Linked DNA regions of Mus musculus: all the other regions are linked to region 3. The links are chromatin contacts, called in public HiCAR-type and promoter capture Hi-C maps. All regions are on one chromosome and are shown on one strand. The core of a region is the stretch at or near the end of the contact, and the rest is flanking DNA. Distances in the headings are between cores, read along the strand shown. Region 1 holds the start of Taco1os (a long non-coding RNA gene). Region 2 holds the start of Nt5c3b (5'-nucleotidase, cytosolic IIIB). Region 3 holds the start of Map3k14 (mitogen-activated protein kinase kinase kinase 14). Region 4 holds the start of Limd2 (LIM domain containing 2).

The links. Promoter capture Hi-C pulls out the DNA fragments that hold promoters and counts their contacts. HiCAR-type assays count read pairs that join an accessible place to other places. Capture Hi-C pulls out chosen DNA fragments and counts their contacts.
Region 1: a contact with region 3 is called in a HiCAR-type map of astrocytes, with 2.9 times the contacts expected there. The contact joins the promoter of Taco1os here to the promoter of Map3k14 in region 3. A contact is called at or near these places in 1 of 39 promoter capture datasets (pre-B cells), 1 of 484 Hi-C or Micro-C datasets (B cells) and 2 of 115 datasets of contacts at active chromatin or transcription factors (astrocytes and large pre-B cells).
Region 2: a promoter capture Hi-C map of liver shows a contact between it and region 3, with 5 times the contacts expected there. The contact joins the promoter of Nt5c3b here to the promoter of Map3k14 in region 3.
Region 4: a promoter capture Hi-C map of liver shows a contact between it and region 3, with 4 times the contacts expected there. The contact joins the promoter of Limd2 here to the promoter of Map3k14 in region 3. A contact is called at or near these places in 1 of 39 promoter capture datasets (liver) and 1 of 9 other capture datasets (liver).

What each region holds. Positions count from the first base shown.
Region 1 is chr11:106,064,177-106,067,437 of GRCm38.p6, reverse strand. It overlaps Taco1os (a long non-coding RNA gene), which reads left to right and starts at 1,397. Exons shown (of 3, transcript XR_003949781.1): 1 at 1,397-1,556; 2 at 2,142-3,261. It overlaps Taco1 (translational activator of mitochondrially encoded cytochrome c oxidase I), which reads right to left and starts at 1,347. Exons shown (of 5, transcript NM_027346.2): 1 at 920-1,347. The coding sequence starts at 1,190.
Region 2 is chr11:100,439,639-100,442,768 of GRCm38.p6, reverse strand. Nt5c3b (5'-nucleotidase, cytosolic IIIB) reads left to right here and starts at 1,671. Exons shown (of 9, transcript NM_001102650.2): 1 at 1,671-1,725; 2 at 1,842-1,940; 3 at 2,515-2,584; 4 at 2,683-2,729. The coding sequence starts at 1,714. Klhl10 (kelch-like 10) reads right to left here and starts at 845. Exons shown (of 5, transcript NM_025727.3): 1 at 545-845. The coding sequence starts at 738.
Region 3 is chr11:103,265,783-103,269,088 of GRCm38.p6, reverse strand. Map3k14 (mitogen-activated protein kinase kinase kinase 14) reads left to right here and starts at 1,688. Exons shown (of 16, transcript NM_016896.3): 1 at 1,688-1,751.
Region 4 is chr11:106,158,387-106,161,445 of GRCm38.p6, reverse strand. It overlaps Limd2 (LIM domain containing 2), which reads left to right and starts at 1,270. Exons shown (of 5, transcript NM_172397.4): 1 at 1,270-1,395; 2 at 2,004-2,098; 3 at 2,240-2,284; 4 at 2,372-2,511; 5 at 2,613-3,059. The coding sequence starts at 2,057. The coding sequence ends at 2,772. Gm10840 (collagen alpha-1(I) chain) reads right to left here and starts at 2,058. Exons shown (of 2, transcript XM_030246469.1): 1 at 1,988-2,058; 2 at 287-1,686. The coding sequence starts at 2,058. The coding sequence ends at 885.

The sequences.
Region 1 (3,261 bases), core at 148-2,647, 2.8 Mb before region 3:
CAGCAAGTGCTTTTAACCGCCCAGCCATCTCTCCAAGCCCTGACTTGACTCTTTATGCTTTATTTTTTCCTTTTCCCTCTTCCAGTCATTTTATTTGATAAATATCTTTAACTTTTTAAATCGATTCTTTGTGAATTTCGCATCATGCACCCCAATCTCACACTGATCCTGTCATCCCTCCAGATCCATCCTCTCCACGCTTGCAGTCTCCCTCCCCTAAACAAAACCAAACCAAACCCATCCCTGATGTAGAAGCAGAAGCTGCGGTGTTGTGGAGTGTCACACTGGATATTCTTTTGTCCAAACAGCTTCACTTGCAAATGTCCATTGCCATGAATTATTGGTCTGGTTCGAGGCCTCCGGCTTCTGCCACACTTTCTTTTTTTGTTTTTTGTTTTTGTTTGTTTGTTTTTTGTTTTTTGTTTTTCGAGACAGGGTTTCTCTGTGTAGCCCTGGCTGTCCTGGAACTCACTTTGTAGACCAGGCTGGCCTCGAACTCAGAAATCCGCCTGCCTCTGCCTCCTGAGTGCTGGGATTAAAGGCATGCGCCACCTCGCCCGGCAAAATAAAACAAAGGTTCGGGAGCGGAAAAAGACCGGAACGACACGGGAACCCGCGACCGGCACCGACAGAACCAACTCGCGGAAATCGGGCAAGCCGGCCGCGCTGCCACACTTTCTTAAGGCGTATTTCTATGAAGTACCTTCTAACTATACCCTTAGATGAAGTCATTTTTATCTAAGGGCGGGTCTCTGAAGGTCTTTGAAAAGGAAAACAGGTATATCCAGTGTAAGTAAGTGCTTTGAGGGTTATGAGTAGGACAATTATGACAACTGGGGGTTGGGGGGACGGTCCTAAATGAAGCCTTAGGCACCTAAAGAGCTTCAGTGACCAGCAGTGAGGACTACCAGGTTCTCACCTTTAACCGCCAGGCGGATACTGAGAGTGAGTTTAGAGAAGATTCGACTCCTTTCCATGTCCTTGGGGCCCTTGATGTGCCGGACTTTAGACCACTTATTGTGTCCCGCCGAGGCCGTCGCGCTGACATGCAGCGTCCTGTGTGGCGCTGCACCACAGCCGGGGTTTGCATGCTGGGAGGCGCCCCAAGGACCCACGCGGAACCCGAGGCATCGCACACGAAAGCACGGGACAGCGGTCATTCTCAGGCTGGCGGCAGCCCAAGACATCATCTGCTTCGACAAGGGGCTGCGCGGTGCAAAGATGAGCAGCTAAAATCAGCCCGTCTAGTCCGGCCCCGGAACAACCCGGTCTGGACGTTCAGACCGCTGCTACAGCTCTCCAGAAACTCAGAGGTTCGGCTCTTCCTGACGCTGCACTGCCTTGAGTGACCGCGAAGGAGCCGGGCGCGGGGACCCTAAATGGTGCAGTACACTTCCTTTGCCCGGTCCGCCGCAAAAAGACGTTCCCGGATTCTGCAAAGTTGGTTCCGCTGCCTCGCGGTACTCGTTCCAACCCCGCCCCTGCCAGGAGTGACGCAACCCTTCTTTGCTCCCGGTTGCTTGGAAACGACAGATCACCTTCCCGGAGAGATTCAGGTGACTGACTTTCCTTCCTAACTGAGCAAGTCCAGAATAAGAATTGTTTGGTTGAAAAAGAAATATGTAGTTCAGTCGGTTCATTTTACAGATAAAGAAACCGCCGCCAAGGTTGCCTGTTTAAAAAAAGGAAGCAATAAACAAAAAAGTACTAAATGCTGGGCGTGGCAGGCCATGTCTGTGATTCCAGCACTTAAGAGGCGAAGGAAACCTTAGGACTTTGTCTCAAAAAAAAAAAAAAAGCAAAAACTTTAATTAAAACAAACAACGACAAAAAAAAAAAAAAAAAACAACCAAACAAAATAAGCCACTACCCCACCAGCCGACGAGAAGCGATTTGCCCAGTCATTTAAAACTTTCTGATTTAGATTTCATTTCTGTAAACAAGGATGGCATTGCCTGTTTTGCCAACCCATACTGGACAAAAGATCGGGCCAGCCTTTGAGTCAAACTGCTATCTTCGTTTTCCATCTGTTGTTTTAAAATTAGTTTAAGTATTTTTAATATATGTGTATGGTTGTTTTGACTGCATGTATGTCTGTGCGCTACATGTGTGCCTGGTGTTCTCAGATATTTATTTTACAGATAAAGAAACCGCCGCCAAGGTTGACATCAAGATAGCCTGGAACTGATGGTTGTGAGCTGTCACATGGAGAATCGAAATTGAACCTGGGTCCTCTGGAAGGGCAACCAATATCCTTAACTGCTGAGCTATTTCTCCAGCCCCTTCCACCATCGGTTCTCTTGGCAGAGAAAACAAGAGAAAAAGGACACTATGGAAAAATAAAGAAAAAATAATGTAGCAGCTGCTTGAAACTCTTTAAGAGCTCTCTAGGGGGGGGGTGAATTAAGTCTCAAGAGCGTAACACATTTAAAAAAGCAGGTCAGTGTGAAGGCAGTTTGAAGTCTTGCTCTCTAAAGTTAGGCTGGATGAATTCAAAGTGTGTTTCTGCCATTTAGTAGTGCAACCTTGGGCAAGTTCTTTACTTTCTGTTTCCTTCTACAATGGCCTTGAATAAGCAGGATGAGGGGAAGGGCACGGACACAGATTTTATATTATTTTTTAAAAGATTTATTTTATTATTATACATAAGTACACTGTAGCTGTCTTCAGACACACCAGAAGGCATCAGATCTCATTACTGATGGTTGTGAGCCACCATGTGGTTGCTGGGATATGAACTCAGGACCTTTGGAAGAGCAGTCAGTGCTCCTACCCACTGAGCCATCTCTCCAGACCCCAGATTTTATATTCTTAGTGGATATGTCCAAAATTAATCTACTTACCTTTCATTCTCATGTATGTCTATGGGAGGGCATTATGTTAGCTGTTAGATTATCCTTGTGTTTCCTTCCTAGTTCCAGAATAGCAGCTGGCAGCCACCAAGCACAACCTGAGTTCTTTTTTTTTTTTTTAAGATTTATTTATTATGTGTAAGTACACTGTAGCTGTCTTCAAACACTCCAGAAGAGGGCATCAGATCCCATTACAGACGGTTGTGAGCCACTATGTGGGTGCTGGAAATTGAACTCAGGACCTCTGGAAGAGCAGTCAGTGCTCTTAACTGCTGAGCCATCTCTCCAGCCCGTGTTTTGTATTTTGAGACAGGGTTTCTTTGTGGAGCCCTGGCTGTCCTGGAACTGACTGTGCAGAGCATACTGGCTTCCGACTCAGAGATTCATACACCTCTGCCTGCTGAGTGCC
Region 2 (3,130 bases), core at 422-2,921, 2.8 Mb after region 3:
CAACAGAACACGAGGTTCCATGCCAAACACCTACATGGTAGCTGACAACAGTCTGCAATGCCTGTCCCAGGGGACCCAATGTCCCCTTATGGCCTCTTCAGGCGCATCATGTATGTGGCCCAGACAGACATACATGCAGGCAAGATATCCATCTATAAAATAAATGAATAAATACAAACTTTAAAAAAAAGATATTTACTATCTTCCTGTTGTTGTTGTTTTGGTTTTTTTGTTTGTTTGTTTGTTTTAGAAATAGATTCTCTATAGCCCAGGCTGCCCTTGAACTACTGATTCTCCTGCCTCAGCCTCTCCAGTTGCTGGGATTACAGGCCTGAGCCACTATGCCTGGATTATAAACTGGTCCTTTCGGAGCCTTATCTAGAGTGTAGGATCAGGTCTGTCCAACTTTTTTTTTTAACGCTGCAATGGCATGCTGTCAACCTACAAAGCTTAGACTTGAGAACAGCTCAAACCAGTTATAAACAAACACAGAGCCTCAGTGATGGGAGACACGGCTCAGCTTCCCCCCCCCCCTCCGGTGTACCTAAAGTAGGAGCTGCAGCTACAGAGGATGTTCTTGTGGGCATTGAACTCGAAGCCATTGACTTTGATGACCACGTCGCAGAGCTTGCCCTCAAGCCGGAGCTCGTTGAAGATCTCACAGGTCATTGCACTCATCTTTCTTTCCATGTGAGGCTGGTGGAACCGGGTGGAGGCAGCGGTGCTCTCCATCTCCATGGCTCCTTGGGACCAGGGGAGAGAGGCTGCTCTCCTGGGGTGTTGGGGAGGGTTATGGGGGGCCCCTTTAGCCAGCTGTCGCTCCTTTTCCCTACTACATCTTTCATATAGGGACCATCAGGCAGCCCAAGTTCCAGAATCCTGGGCAGTGAGATCACTCAGGATTGTGCTCTCAGGTTCTGGAACCCCCTTCTTGCCCCTTCTTTTCCTCCCCCTCCCCCCAGAACATACAGGTAGACCACCCCACATCTCTTTCCTCGACCTCAGACCTAGGGCAGAACTGTGACCACCAACACAATTGAGCCTTTACTGAGTCTGCTGCTTGTTGCATCTTCAGGTTGGGTCCCCACCTCCCTGCAGCATCCTTCCAAAGCTCTCTCTGGGCTCCCCATGGGTGCAGAGGCAGAAGCAGAGCTGATCAAATATCATGCTGGCCAGGGTCTTCCAGCCCCTGAGATGCCTTACTGCCTTACTTTGCTTGTGGTGCTGATGAAGAGCCAGTTAGGGAAGTGTCTCCTGGATACACCCCCTGTCCAAAATGCACTTGAATACCTAGTGGGTTGTTCTTTGCAATGCAGGGGATGAAATTCAGGGCCTCATACCTGCAGGCAAGAACTCTCTCACTAAGCAGTGACCCCCAACCCCAGTAAAGATTGCATTTGTGTTCCAGAAAGAGTGAGTGACAGGCGCCCATACACACCAAAGCCTCATGACAGCCAGCCCACATACAGGACCCCAGCGTCTTGGTACTCCCCCCCCTCGCCCCCCAACGTTCCCCCACCCCCACACACAGTAGACCATCTTCCCCCACACACCCCCGCACTCCCCACTCTTGCTTCTCCTGCCAGTATCCGGAGCCAGCCTGGAAACGGCCTGCAGCTCCTAGACCGACGCGACTAGTGCGAGGCGACGCCTGCGCAGTGTGGCTGTAAGGCGGGCGCTGTCTTCGGGGCCGCCCACCAGGCCAGCGGCGTGATGGCGGAGGAGGTGAGGCCACGGGCGGGGACGGTCCCGCGTGGCGGGATCGCGGGTGCGGAGAGACCCAGCTGTCCTGATGCCCATCGCGGCTCTCGGGTCAGCGGGTCTCTTGGGTCTCACGACAGGTAAGCAGCCTGATGAAGGCCACGGTCCTGATGCGGCAGCCCGGACGGGTGCAGGAAATTGTGGGCGCCCTTCGCAGGGGCGGAGGAGACCGCCTGCAGGTACCGGGGCTTGGGGTAGGGCGGGAGGGTGCCTGCCCTGCGGCCTTCCCGCCAACTGGGGTTCGCGCTCTGCGAGCCTGCGCCCTAGGGTGGTCATGGACAAACAGATTGGTTCACCTCGGGAAAGAGCCTACCTCCCCCAGTAGCCAACTTTCAGAGTAGTCAGATGTGACCCTTTTCCTGCCGCTTGGTTTTAGAAAGCAAGTGGGTGGAGGCCCCCCTCCCTCCCCCAGTCGAAGATAAGGGAGATCCACAAAGGTCGGAAGGCACCTTAAGAAAGAACCAGTGTATAAAGATGCCACAGAAAGTCACCCCCACATTTGGGGGACTTTGTTTTCTTCAGGGTTAACTCGTGTCCTGACACAGGATGTCACTTTTTTCCTTCTTTCTTCTGTCTCTCCCTAACCTTGCAAAGGCTTTGCTGCAGCTTGGTTAGACTTCCTCCGCTACCCCAGGCTGAGGCAAGGGCCAGGATAGACCAGTACCTAGTCAACCTAGTCAACCTAGTCAGTCAACCTAGTCAACCTAGTCAGTCAACCTAGTCAACCACCATCATCCGCCCTTTGTCTCTTAGGTGATTTCCGATTTTGACATGACCCTGAGCAGATTTGCTTACAATGGACAGCGATGCCCTTCTTCCCACAGTAAGTCACATTTTAGCTTTCCTTGTAGGGCTCAAGATGACAACTGCTATGGAGCAAATAAAGGGAGTCTTGTGTGTGTGTGTGTTTTCTTTTTTCAGATATTCTGGATAACAGCAAAATTATCAGTGAGGATTGTCGCAAAGAGGTGGGTCATTCCCTTCTTTGCTCAAACATGGCTGTGGTATGCTTCTGGGGTTGAACCACAGCGTCCAGGACTGAAATCTTAAGAAACTCCGTTCCTTAAACACAGTGTGGGGAGACCTGTAATCCCAGAGGCTGAGACAGGAGGATCCCAAGTTCAGAGGCTGCCTGGATTCCAGAAAGAGTTCAAGGTCACTTAGGCAAGGAAAAGGAAGCTGCATGGGTGTTGGTGGCGCACACCTTTAATCCCAGCACTCAGAAGGCAGAGGCAGCAGATCTCTGTGAGTTCGAGGCCAACCTGCTCTACATATTAAGTCTCAGCCAGACAAGGATAGATAGGAAGACCTTATCTCAAAAACAGAGGGAGTCTGGGTCAGAGGAAGCTTATCAACCATTCGAGACACT
Region 3 (3,306 bases), core at 439-2,938:
AAACAGGTGGTGGGAGGGAAAGACAGACACCCAAGAGACCTGATACCAACCTGTACATCTGGCCCAGCTCTGCCTCTCTCTCTGAGTCAGAGATGCCAAGCCCTAGGGGTGAGAGGAGCGTTTTTTAGAGGCCCCCAGCCCTTTTTATTTTCTTGCCTTACCATCTCTCAGCTGGCCACTAGCAAGATATGTCCCAGAAACTGACATATAGGTTCTGCATATACTGAAGTATAGGCTCAGTGCAAGTCACAGCCAGAAAGGCTTCCAGGGACAACTCTTGACACGGTTGACACTAACGTAACAATGGACTATGGGCAACTGCAGGCTTTGCTCTAACATATTTCTGGCCCAGGGGAGAGGGGTGAGTCTCTCAGGTTCTCATCTAGTTGGCTTTGTTTCCACATAGAAGTCAGGCTATGCAGCTCAGACTAGCTTCAAACTTGTCATCCTCCTGCCTCAGCCTCCTGAATGCAGGCCAGGTTGTGGGGTTTCCACATTGTCTAAATGAATGGCCTTTCTCGGTGTCCAACAACAGATGTCGGCTTGAACTTGTCTCCAGAAAGAAGCTAGGTCTGCAAAGTGGTCACAAGCAGACAGTGGTCTGGCCCTGGCTCAAACCTTTCCAGACAGGCCGTTCCTTATTTCTCAAACCAGCCAAGAATATGGCTGCCACTCCCACCATACCACCAGTCCCTGCATCTGCAGTTAGGATTCCTTGCAGAGTCTCTAAGGTCGCAGCGCATCTTTTATTCTGGAAACATTTTTTTAAAAAACACATATTTGTAATTTCTTATTACCAGTAAACAGAAGCTTGTGGTACAGTAGGAAGCCCATTAGCAAAGTTAGAAAAGAAAAAAAAAATCCATAAATTCCCTACACTCTTTCCCGGCCCCATAAAAAGGGCACTGTAGAGAGCACGTTTTCAAAGACCAAGTCTTCCTGACTCTGTAGTTTAGAATGGATCCCGTGCTCAGCACACACACCATGAAGCTTCTCGGGGTGGAAGGAGACTGTACCACATCTGCACACTCCCTTAGAGCGTTTCAACACCCGGTCTGTCCTACATAGGCCTTTGGCTCCCCACACTTCTCGAGGGTAGGCAGAGCAACCTCATCTCCACACACTTTACAGAACCGGGCTCACTCTACGTGCTCCATAAAAATGTTTCTGGCCCCACCAGGCCCCCACGAAGCAGCCTCGCCCTCAAGCAGAAAGCAGAGAAACCCAAGACCTCAGAGCGAGAGCGCCCCGCCGTCTCCAAGGTAACCAAAGCCGAAGCCGGGAATGCCCACGCATGCGTACAGTCGCCCTTCCTTCCCGTAACCTCAAAAAGAATGCAGCCCGTAAGATTTGCCAGAAGGCGAGAGCGCATGTGTAGTTCAACCAACACCCTGGCCTCCTTCGCCTACAGACCGCCCATCCACCCAGCCTTCGGCGCTGGATACCCTGGCCGGAAACAGTGCCCATTTTGGGGAGGCCTCGCTAGCCAATCGCTGCTGAGGAGTGGCCGGCAGGCCGACCGGATCAAGGCGTTTTATTGGCTAACTTATAGGAATGGGTGGGATCAAGGGTCGCGGTGCGGCCAAAGAAAGGAGGCGGGAAGCTAGCAAAGTCGCAGCCACGGGGGGAGGCGTGGCCCGGGGCGGGGATAGGCACGGGGGCGTGGTCGAGGAGGGGCAGCAGGGGCCCGGAGCGATCGCTGGCCAGCGAAGCGCCACACTCGCTTGTTTGAGGACAACGGCGCTCCGCCGGTAGGTGACTGGGCAGAACCCCGAGTCCTAAAGCGGGACGCCGAGGGAGCGGGCGGGGAAGGGGCGCCTCCCAGGCGGGGACTGGGTTGCAGCCGGGCTGTCCACGAGGGATGGCTGGGAGGGGTGGCCGGGTGACTACGGTCTAACCCGCTCGCACGCTCAGCGCCATCAGCGCCACGCTCGAAACGCCGTGCTCGCCTAGAACCTCCAGGCCGCGCACCCACGGGTCACACGCTTGCCCGGAACGCGCGCGGGTACTGTCTGCTTCCCTTTCCCCAACATCCGTGCCATCGAGTTCAGCCGCCCTACTGGCAGACCTGGCTCCTAAGTGTCCCCCAAGAGAAGGTGATCGCTCCACTGCCCTAGCAGTGACATGAGCAGCCTTTCCCTTTGAACTGCTTGGGATCACTTGTTCTGAGAGGATCACTGCTCTGGGCACTCAGTAGAGCAATGCTAGTCGCTGATGGTGCTGTCCTCCCTCCTCGATGGTCCTTACCCTTCTCTAATTCTGTGTTCTACTCGGAACTTTTGGAATCTGTTTATATGTACTAGTCCCGTCCTGGAAGCTCTTCCCGGCTCTGGCAACTTTCAGCCACCTGTCACCAAGTGAAAAGAAACATTTGTCTGAGGCAGAGATTCCCACCTGCTTTGGAACCTCATCATGTTCATTAACTTCAGACCTCCCCCCCTCCACTCCCCACCCCCCAGTTGAGATTAAAAGATGGCTGACAGCCCTAAAGGATGGATAGGGGTGTGCATGGGCTGTCAAGTGGATGAGTGGAGAAAAGTTTCAAATATCAGTGTCTTAATGACATGTTGTTGTTGTTGTTGTTGTTGTTAATTGGAGACAATGAACACTAATGACTGGATTAAGGGCGCTAAAAGAATGAACTGAACGAGGAGTGGCACCATGACCAGTGGACTTCGGAACACTGGCGAGTATCTAGAAACATAGTCTCTCTGAAAGATTAGAGGATTGTTTCCTAACTTCAGTTCTGCAGGGTTTTGCTTAGTAACTTTCCCATTTAGTGGTAGGTGTGGTCAGATGCATAGACTGTTGTCCAGTTGGTAAGCGAAGTACCTGAACCAGGTGTGAGGGATGATATGCCTCGTCTGTGGCCTCAGAGCCATGAGTGAGGGTGAGTTCTCCAGATCCCTGAATAAGAACAGCATAACCTAACTTTGATAGAGAAAGGGGGGGGGGTTGGGGTGATCTTTTTGCTGTTAATGTGAGAGGATGCTTTGAAGACTCTTGACTTGCTTATGATGTATGTGTGTATTTCCTCTTGTATTTAAAGTGATGTCAAAGGCAATTCCTTTGGATGGATGCCAGCTTTATGAGTTTTTCAGACGCCCTTAAGACATCTTGAAAACTAGGCATGGTGGCACACACCTGTAATCCATCACTGGGAGGCTGGGACAAGGAGGATTTGTTGTGACTTTGAAGCCTGTCAGGGCTTCATAGCAAGGCCCTGTCTCAGAGCACCAGAGAGGAAAAAGAAAGAAAGAAGACATCCTGATTTATTTGGAAGAGTGTGATAAATTTCTCAGAACA
Region 4 (3,059 bases), core at 21-2,520, 2.9 Mb before region 3:
TGTACAAAACAGCTCCCTTGGAGAATCTGATGATAGGTGTGGATAATTTTTCCTAGGAAGAGTCACCCCTAGTTGTGGAGGAACACCCATTACGAAGTCCAGGCTGAGCCTCAGTGCAGGCAAACATCGACCTGAGGCTGAGGGAGAAAAGCGAAGCTCAGCGTGGGTGCATTAGCACCACAGTGGGGCGCGGGTGGGGATGGGTGATGCTGCCTGCTGCCTCCCTGTTCCCCTGCCAGGCAGGAGGCGGTAAGTTGTTCTGTTCCCTGACACGCGTGGGCCTGCGCTAGAGCCACCAGTTTTATTCCTGTTACAGGGGTGTGGAAATATGTCGCCGAGGGCTGTGTGAAGACAGTCTCCAGCTGGGCTTCAGGCAAAGCCCTCAGCAGAAGTCTGTGCCCTAGATGCTGCTGCCTAGAGTCCTTCCCCTCAACCTGCTGTGCAGTGGGCTGGGGCGGAGCGGCAAAAGCAGCTCTTGTTGCACTTTGTTCTCTAAACAACTCCAGCCTAAATGGCTCTCTGCTCCCTTCGGTGGAACAAGGTGTGCTTGATGCAAGGAAGTGGGTCCTTTCAGATAGGGGCTTGACCTGGGCCATGGCAAGGCCCGAGGTTACTAATCCCACAAAATCTGGTCACAGAAACCATTTAGGATGTCGAGCTTAAGGGGGCTGGTGATTTCGGAAACCACAAGGCTGCAGTTCTCGGATAGCGGATCTGTCACACCCCTTCAGTAGTGACATGGGCCCACCGCCGGCTCCCTTGGCCTAACATCGGGGTATACGGAGGGACTACGAGCCGCCTCCATCTTCCTCTGTAGGACTCCGTGGCTGCCAGTGGACCTGCCTCCCGAGTCCCCACAGTGGGGTGCCTCAAACTACTGGGTCTTAAGAGCGCAAGAAGGGGGCGGAGCTAATGGGACTGCGTTCACAACGGCTAACGGGTAAACCGAGGCAGTAAAGGCCCAGGCCATTTCTGAAGGTCCGCGCCGGAAGAGCCTTGCGTGTCGATCGCAGGCTGAACTCGTCTCCTCCCGAGATCTGCGATTCGGTCCCCGCCGTCGTCCCTTCTCCACGAGCGGCAGAGGAGGTTGGCTCCGGGAGGCGGGAGAGCGCGGGCTGTGAAAGCGATGTGGGGGCAGACAAAGGCGGGGGGACGGCGAGCAAGGGAAAGACAAAGCACAGAGGGGGGTCGGCGGCGGCTTCTCCCGGAGGCGGCCCCGGGCGCGCGGAGCCAATGGGCGGGCGCGGGGCGGGGGCCGGCGGGGGCGGCGCCGCGGTGAGGCGGCGGCTGCCGCTCGGGGACCACTGGCAGCGGCGGCAGCTCGCGCCCGCGCCACTTGCACCCGAGGCGGTCCCGCAGCGACCGACCCCCGCCCCGCGGCGCAGGCCGGGCCCGGTGAGACCCACGGCGGCCGGGGGGAGGGGCGCGGAGCGTTGCGGGGCCGACGCCGCCTGGCGGTTCGCGCGTTGCGCTCGCGGGGATCCCGAGGCTCGCGTCGGTCCCGTAGGGCCGGCTCGTGGTGGGGTGGGGTTTCGGGGTCTGGGGTCCCGAAGAGCGGGCGCGGGAGGCAGCGCAGCCTGGCCAGGCAGGAGGTCGGGCCCAGCACTGTCTAGGGGCTGGACGTCTAAGCCCGGTGAGGGGGCGCGCGGGTCTGGCGGTACCCTGCCCAGACCTCTGCTGACCTCCCTTCATCCCAGGCGGGGTCTCTGCCTGTGCTTCCCACAGGCAAAGACCGTGGAGCCCCTGTCCCCGGCCACTCTCGCTAACTTTGTTCTGTCTCCACATATGTTTCCACTCAGGGACCCCCTAACCCTTGGGGGCTGTATGAGGGGCGGGTAGGCTGTTGGGGGTGGGTGAGGGGCGGAAGTGGCAAGACCCAGAGCAACAGGAAATGACTTAGGGAAAGTCCCAACCGCAGCCCCCCAACCCCCTGCCTAAAAACACCCCAGCCTGCAGAGTGGGGGAGGGCTCATGGGGCCCCACTGACTGACTTCCCCTTGCAGAACCCTCTTGGCTCGGCATCTCCTCCAGGGCCACCAAGCACCTCTGAAGAGCCATGTTCCAAGCTGCCGGAGCCGCCCAGGCCACCCCCTCTCATGTAGGTGTCCAGCCAGGTGGGGAGGAGTCAAGGGGACAAGAGCAGCTTGTTTGCTTGGCACCTTGTGCCACCTCGAGTGCCCCTGGGATGTGGGCTGGGCCACCGGAGAGCTGACCCCTCTGACTCTTCCTCTTCCCCCAGGAAGCCAAAGGCAGCAGTGGCAGCAGCACGGTACAGCGGTCTAAGGTAGGGTCCTAAGGGTGGGTGTGGGCAGAGGAAAGGGTCGGCGCTAACCCGGCTTCTTGCTAAGTGTACTCTGCTCCTACTCCACAGTCCTTTAGCTTGCGGGCTCAGGTGAAGGAGACCTGTGCAGCCTGCCAGAAGACTGTGTACCCGATGGAGCGGCTGGTGGCAGACAAGCTCATTTTCCACAACTCTTGTTTCTGTTGCAAACACTGCCACACCAAACTCAGGTGCGCTCCTGCCCTGTCCCGGCCTGCCCACCTACTTGCCCACCCTTACCCTACCTTCCCGCCCTGCCCCAGACTGACCCAGATGTTCTCTGCTTCCACAGCCTGGGCAGTTATGCTGCAATGCACGGTGAATTTTACTGCAGACCTCACTTTCAGCAGCTGTTTAAGAGTAAAGGCAACTACGATGAAGGGTTTGGTCGTAAACAGCACAAGGAGCTCTGGGCCCACAAGGAGGTGGACTCAGGCACCAAGACGGCCTGAGACCCCTTTAACACCCATTCCCTCCCAGCACATGGCCTCCCGCTGGGCAGTGGAAAGGAGATTAACCCGGGGGCGCGGGGTGGGAGAGGATGAGGCTCCCTCACACAGGTTTCAGGCATAAGGCTCTGCTCCAGGATTCCTTACTTTTCCCATGGGAGGTTGGCGTTGGGAACCAGAATTGGAATTTTCACCATACTGTGTCCTTTAGTCCACCTCATCTCACCCCACGGCTCCCTGGGAGGCCCACAAGCCCAGCTTCCCTACTTAGGTGCCTTTTCTCCAGCAAG